Regions from separate parts of the Sus scrofa genome. Here region 1 is linked to region 2. A link is a contact called in public Hi-C data. All regions are on one chromosome and are shown on one strand. The core of a region is the stretch at or near the end of the contact, and the rest is flanking DNA. Distances in the headings are between cores, read along the strand shown. Region 1 holds the start of MKL2 (MKL/myocardin-like protein 2). Region 2 overlaps MKL2 (MKL/myocardin-like protein 2).

Region 1 (2,700 bases), core at 200-2,699, 80 kb after region 2:
CAGACCCATAAGTCAATGTCAACACTCAGTGAGCTGATGACTCAGAAGGAATGCCCATGCTCTCCCTGGACACAAACTCTCCCCAAGGCTACCAAGACCTACTGCCTTATGACGGTCCTCAAGACAGCCAAGCGACCCAGCGCCACTCATGGAAACCCAAAAACACACCTCCTGCAGAGAGACATCAGTCCTTTCGTTACTGAGTGGGCAGCTCAGGGATTCTTAGCCATTGCTGATTCTTTGTTCATCCAGCCAGGTTGGTCTCACTCTTAGGCTCGCACATGGCACTCTGAACGTGGCTCTATAGAACTCACCAACATTGGTAACAATATCTACATTTAGGTGATTATTTGATAAAGATCTATTTTCCCCCCAGAGCCCAGACTTCTTAAGCGCAAGGATAGATCTCTTTGGCTCACTACCGTGTCTAGGCATTCTATCCATGTCTAACATGGAGCGCATGCCTCACACATACTTTTTGAATGGAAGAAGGGATAAATGAATGGTGCTCAGGTGTCTGCTGGGAAGACACCTCCCAGCCAGCCTGACTCAGCTGCAAGAGAGCAAAGAGGCTGCATTTTTTTTTTCCCAATGTAAATCCGACCTTATCATCACCTGACTGCCTTGTCATCTTCATCAAGGCGTCTCCTGTGCCTAGAATAGTATCTGGCACAGAGAGGAGGCTCCACAGATATTGGGAGAATACACACATGAATGGACACTTCCCGGAGAAGCTCGGTTACCGTCTTAGGATAAATTCCTGGAAAGGGGATATGGGGGGAAGGTACAATATGCGAACATCCTGATCCAGAACCCAGGGTCCCCCTTTGGACCCAGTGGGTCTGGTTCCAGGAGTTGCTAAACCAACAGGTCAGCATGGGGTCAGCTTGGATTGCAAACGAAATGAGTTTTCTTGAGACTGTGCTCCTTGGGACTGTTGGGCACCACGCTCCGGGGTTATGTACTTGAAGTTATGGCTCCTGGTTGTCATCACACACTCTGAAGAAAATAACCCCAACCCAGGAATGGTACTGTACCTTAGAGAGAGCCGGGCCTCAGTCTCCGCTATTGGGTCAGGAGGATACAGAGAGGGATTTTTCTTCCGCAGTATCACATCTTCCTTCCTGAGGGCTATCTGAATCCAAATGCGTCTCTTTGTATCTGAGTTTAACTCACCAACGGCTCGACTATTTGGTTTTGGTCCCCGCTTTGAGGGCAAGAGAGAGGTCCGAGACCTGTTCTCCAGTCGCCAATCCAAAAGCAAACATCAAAAAAACACCTCTGAACCGTTATGAACAACCGCCGTAAATCCAAACTTCCAGGCACGCCTGGGTCTCCAGCGCCCCCCAGCCCAGCAAGCAAAAATGGCTCACCTTTGAACTACAGAATCCCTTCCAGAACCAGGAGGAAAGGGAAAGGGATTTACGGTTGTCTCAGAGTTGTAGGCTCTGGCTTGCCCCCAGGATGAGTTCATTATTTATTCTTAGAGACTGGACTCAAATTAAACAAACAGTGCCTATAAATAGAACGGGATACGCTCAGCTCAGTGTCACTGAAAGGTCCTTTTCACAGGGACAGACGCGCTTAAATGGGTGTTCTCGAGTTACCCTGCTGGTACTACGCGGGGAAGGGTTGCCCTCTTTCTTTGTCAGTGTGGTCCGGGGGTGCGGGGGAAGCAGATGAGTCAGATGTTGGGATTCGGCCCGATTCTGTCTTCTTCATCGCTTTTTCTCAACGCTCCTTCACATCATAACCCAGGAGAAGTTGCAGAGGAAGGATGGGGCTCTATAAGCACCCTGGCTGGGAGCTTGGCAGTTCCCTCGGGGAATGGGTCCTGGTTCAGGCTGTATTTGACAGAGTGTTCTGCTCTTTGAGACGACACACTCCCTGAGGAAAGGGACCGAGTGCCGGGATCTCTTCTTGGTTTCCCCCGTTTTGCCGAGCACAGGGATGCCTAGGGTCTCAGACCCCGAGCCATGACTTCAGAGGACCCTCTCTCTGCATGGATGGCTTTATGATGGGGATCATGTGTTCCAGGGTTGGTGGGGCTTTGCACTGAAGTGCACTGGTGGTGGTGGTGGTGGTGGTGGGGTTGATGCTTGAAAGGTGGACCAGTGGGGATGGAAAGATCTGGAATAACTGTGAATAAACATCAAGCAATGAGACAAAGTCAAATCACCATAGTAGCAATAAGCACCACCATGGATTCGGCACTTGGCCAGATCATTCCAGACACTATTCTAAGTGCTTTGTAAAAATTCATTTAATCTCTCTACAATCCCTACAAGGTAGGGACCATTAGTATCTCTGTTCTATGGATGAAGAAACGGAGGTACCAAGAGATTACAGATCTTTGCTGCAGGTCACACAGCTGGTAAGACGGGATTGGAAGTCAGGCACTTGAGCTCCAGAGCCTGGTCTCCTGCGGTAGAAACTGAGTACTTGGAGTATGTGTAGCTATTGGTAATACGGCCTGGTGCCAAGCCCATAACTCCCCGCCAACATGAGACCTAGGTCAGGTCAAATCACAATGAATCTCAGGACTTCCGCTGGGAAGGCTAGGATGAAGATGCCTTGCATTTTCCTCTGGAGACAGGCAGCCTCGAGAAGGGCCACAGCCATCCTACTCTTCCAGGGAAGCCTGGCTGAGAATGAAGACAGCACTGAGCAAAAGCAGAGCTGAAGAACAGATCCTGCTGA
Region 2 (2,700 bases), core at 161-2,660:
AAAACAAACCAACACATTTTCATTTAAGGAAATGAAGTGTTAACAATCTCACCCAAAGTAGCCTAAAATCCCTTCAACTCCCTACTTTAAAAACAAAATTTTCACTGAATGGTGCAAGCCTACATAACCACCCAACAGCTTGTGGTTTTTCACCTGTGGTATCTGCTGCTCAGCACCATGCTTTAAAACAATGAAATAAGGGGAGTTTAAAGATTAGCATCAAAAATGTAAGGAAGTCAAATAACTGTGTTCAAATAACCCACATTCCTAGCTTAAAAACCCTTAAAAACCCCAGGTTCTATGAACTTAAACACTCCAAAAACAATCTCCCTCTTACATCCTAAAAAAGCAGGCTAGGAAGAGGTTTTTGTTTTTTGTTTTTTTTTGAGACATTTTCTGTAAAGAATTAAATCATATAAAACTTACCTCAGTAAAAATATTTAATTTATTTGCTGTCTTACATTCTCTGGCTTAGCACCTTTACTGTGAACCTGGGAGGGAAAAAAAAGTTACAATTACTTTTTACTGAACATTTCCTACATGCCAGGCTGAGTAATCAGAGAAGCCTCGTGGAGAATATGAAGCCTAAGAACAATCAAAAAGAATAAAATAGAAGTCATTAAAATGGGACGACTGGAAAGGAAAACGGGCAGTTGCATGTGTAATTACTTAACTTTTCCTAAATTGTCTGAGCACCTACACATGACTATTCCACACTGCAGCAGATGAAAAACTAGGCTGCTAGACTCAGAACATCTGCATGAGTCCCAGCAATACCACGTCCTAACTTGTCTGATCCTGAGCAAATCCCTACATCTGTGTGCATCACAGCAGGATCCAAGTCACAGGATGGCTGAGCATTATGTGAGATAATCCACAACGGGGGACTTTAAACCAGTTCCTGGAACATAATAAATGTTTGACGAATGTCAAGATTTCATTTATTACTAACATGCTCTTACACAAGAAATCCATTTGGCTCTCACCACCACCACCCTCATCCCCACCATGACTACTGCATAATCCTTATCTTCCAGGGGCTTACAACGTGCTAGGTGACTGAAGAATTATCCAGACTTAGAAGGCAAAAGAAAGATCAAAGTCAATTATTCATTTGTGTATTTGAAACTATCTGAGTGTCTATTCTTTGCCAGGTAGTTTGCACTCTTTGGTGGACATGACCAACAGTTTCCCTCCTCACAGTGTGGAGTCTATCGGGGTCCAAGCTACAGGACAGACAAGCGACAGAGGAGACGGATACTGTTTCCACCTGGGCGCGGGGCAGTGCGTATCTGAACTGGCATAATTAGGGAGCAGAATATTCTGGGTGGAAGGGATGGTGTTACAGGAAATACACGGCCTCTGGGGGATGCTGAGTAGCTCCATGGTCGGAGTGCCCCCCACAGGGCCGTGAGCAGTGTAGAAAGTAAGGCAGGAGGGGCCTCGAACAGGTAACACTGTTCTGTCTTCTCAAGTGCATTGATTATCCTGCTCCGGGTGAATCACGGCTTACTCTTCTTAACATCAACTCTGATATTGTTTACTATTTTTCTTCATGGTTTCTTTTTCTTCTCCTTTAAAGGTAGGAGGGGAAAGAAAAAGAGAACAGCAACCTCAATCCATGTGGGTGCTGTGAGTGATGGCGGTAGAAACAGCACTAAGTGATGACTTTCACATTCTAATTCTCCCAACATTCTTACAAAGCCAGGATGTTCTGTTTTGTTTTTGTTTGTTTTTACTGGTTGTAAAATGTACATTTTAAAAGAAATGGGCAAAACCTATATGAGAAAAACTTGAAAATGCTCCAGAAGGATTCAGGAATAAAACCAAAGGAAAAAATACACAATGTCCTGGGATAGGCAATTCAATATCAGAAGGATATCAATTCTCCCTATGTTAGTTTATAAATTTAACATGATCTCAATGTAAGTGTTTTTTTCTGGAACTGACAAATGATTCTAAAGTTCACATGGAAAAATAAACAAGCAAGAATTGCCAGGAAAATGAAGGGCAACAGGAGAAACTAGTTTTACAAGGCATTAAGACATTTTATAAAACCAATAATGTGTACTTGTGCAGGAATAGAGAGACTTAATGGAACAGAACAAAGTCCAGAGATGCACCCCAACACACCTAGAGACTCAGAATATAACAAAGGTATACTTTATTCTGAAACAAGTGAGTAAAGATAACTGGTAGCCAAATGAAAAAAGTTAAATTTATATATCATCCCTGAACACTGAAATAAATTCTAAATGGATCAAAGATTTCAGTGTAAAAATGAAAACATAAAAGTACTAAAAGAGAAGTTCCTGTCATAGCTCAGCGGAAACGAATCCAACTAGGAAGCATGAGGTTTCGGGTTCAATCCCTGGCCTTGCTCAGTGGGTTAAGGATTCGGCGTTGCCGTGAGCTGTGGTGTAAGCCAGCAACTACAGCTCTTATTAGACCCCTAGCCTGGGAACCTCCATATGCCATGCGGGCAGCCCTACGATACAAAAAAAAAAAAAAAAAAAAAAAAAGGGCAAATTCCTAATTCTTGAAGGCTTTTCTGTGACTCAAAATCCCCGTAAAATATTAACTAATTAAAACTTAAAGATAAAACTTTAAAGCCTTCTCTACGCCAAAATACATGACAGTAAATTAAAAAAAAAAAACAACAAATGACAAACTTGAGGAAACTGCAACTCACATCACAAA

Evidence for each region. Hi-C and Micro-C count contacts between places; a contact is called where the count stands out from the background.
Region 1: a contact with region 2 is called in a Hi-C map of epiblast stem cells, with 1.6 times the contacts expected there. A contact is called at or near these places in 6 of 47 Hi-C or Micro-C datasets (epiblast stem cells, fetal heart ventricle, liver and 2 more) and 2 of 2 datasets of targeted methods (alveolar macrophages and skeletal muscle).

The regions. Positions count from the first base shown.
Region 1 is chr3:29,238,676-29,241,375 of Sscrofa11.1, forward strand. It overlaps MKL2 (MKL/myocardin-like protein 2), which reads right to left and starts at 1,450. Exons shown (of 18, transcript XM_021086567.1): 1 at 1,038-1,450.
Region 2 is chr3:29,158,596-29,161,295 of Sscrofa11.1, forward strand. It overlaps MKL2 (MKL/myocardin-like protein 2), which reads right to left. Exons shown (of 18, transcript XM_021086567.1): 2 at 427-491. Among named protein-coding and RNA genes, the nearest start is that of MKL2, 80 kb to the right of the region's middle.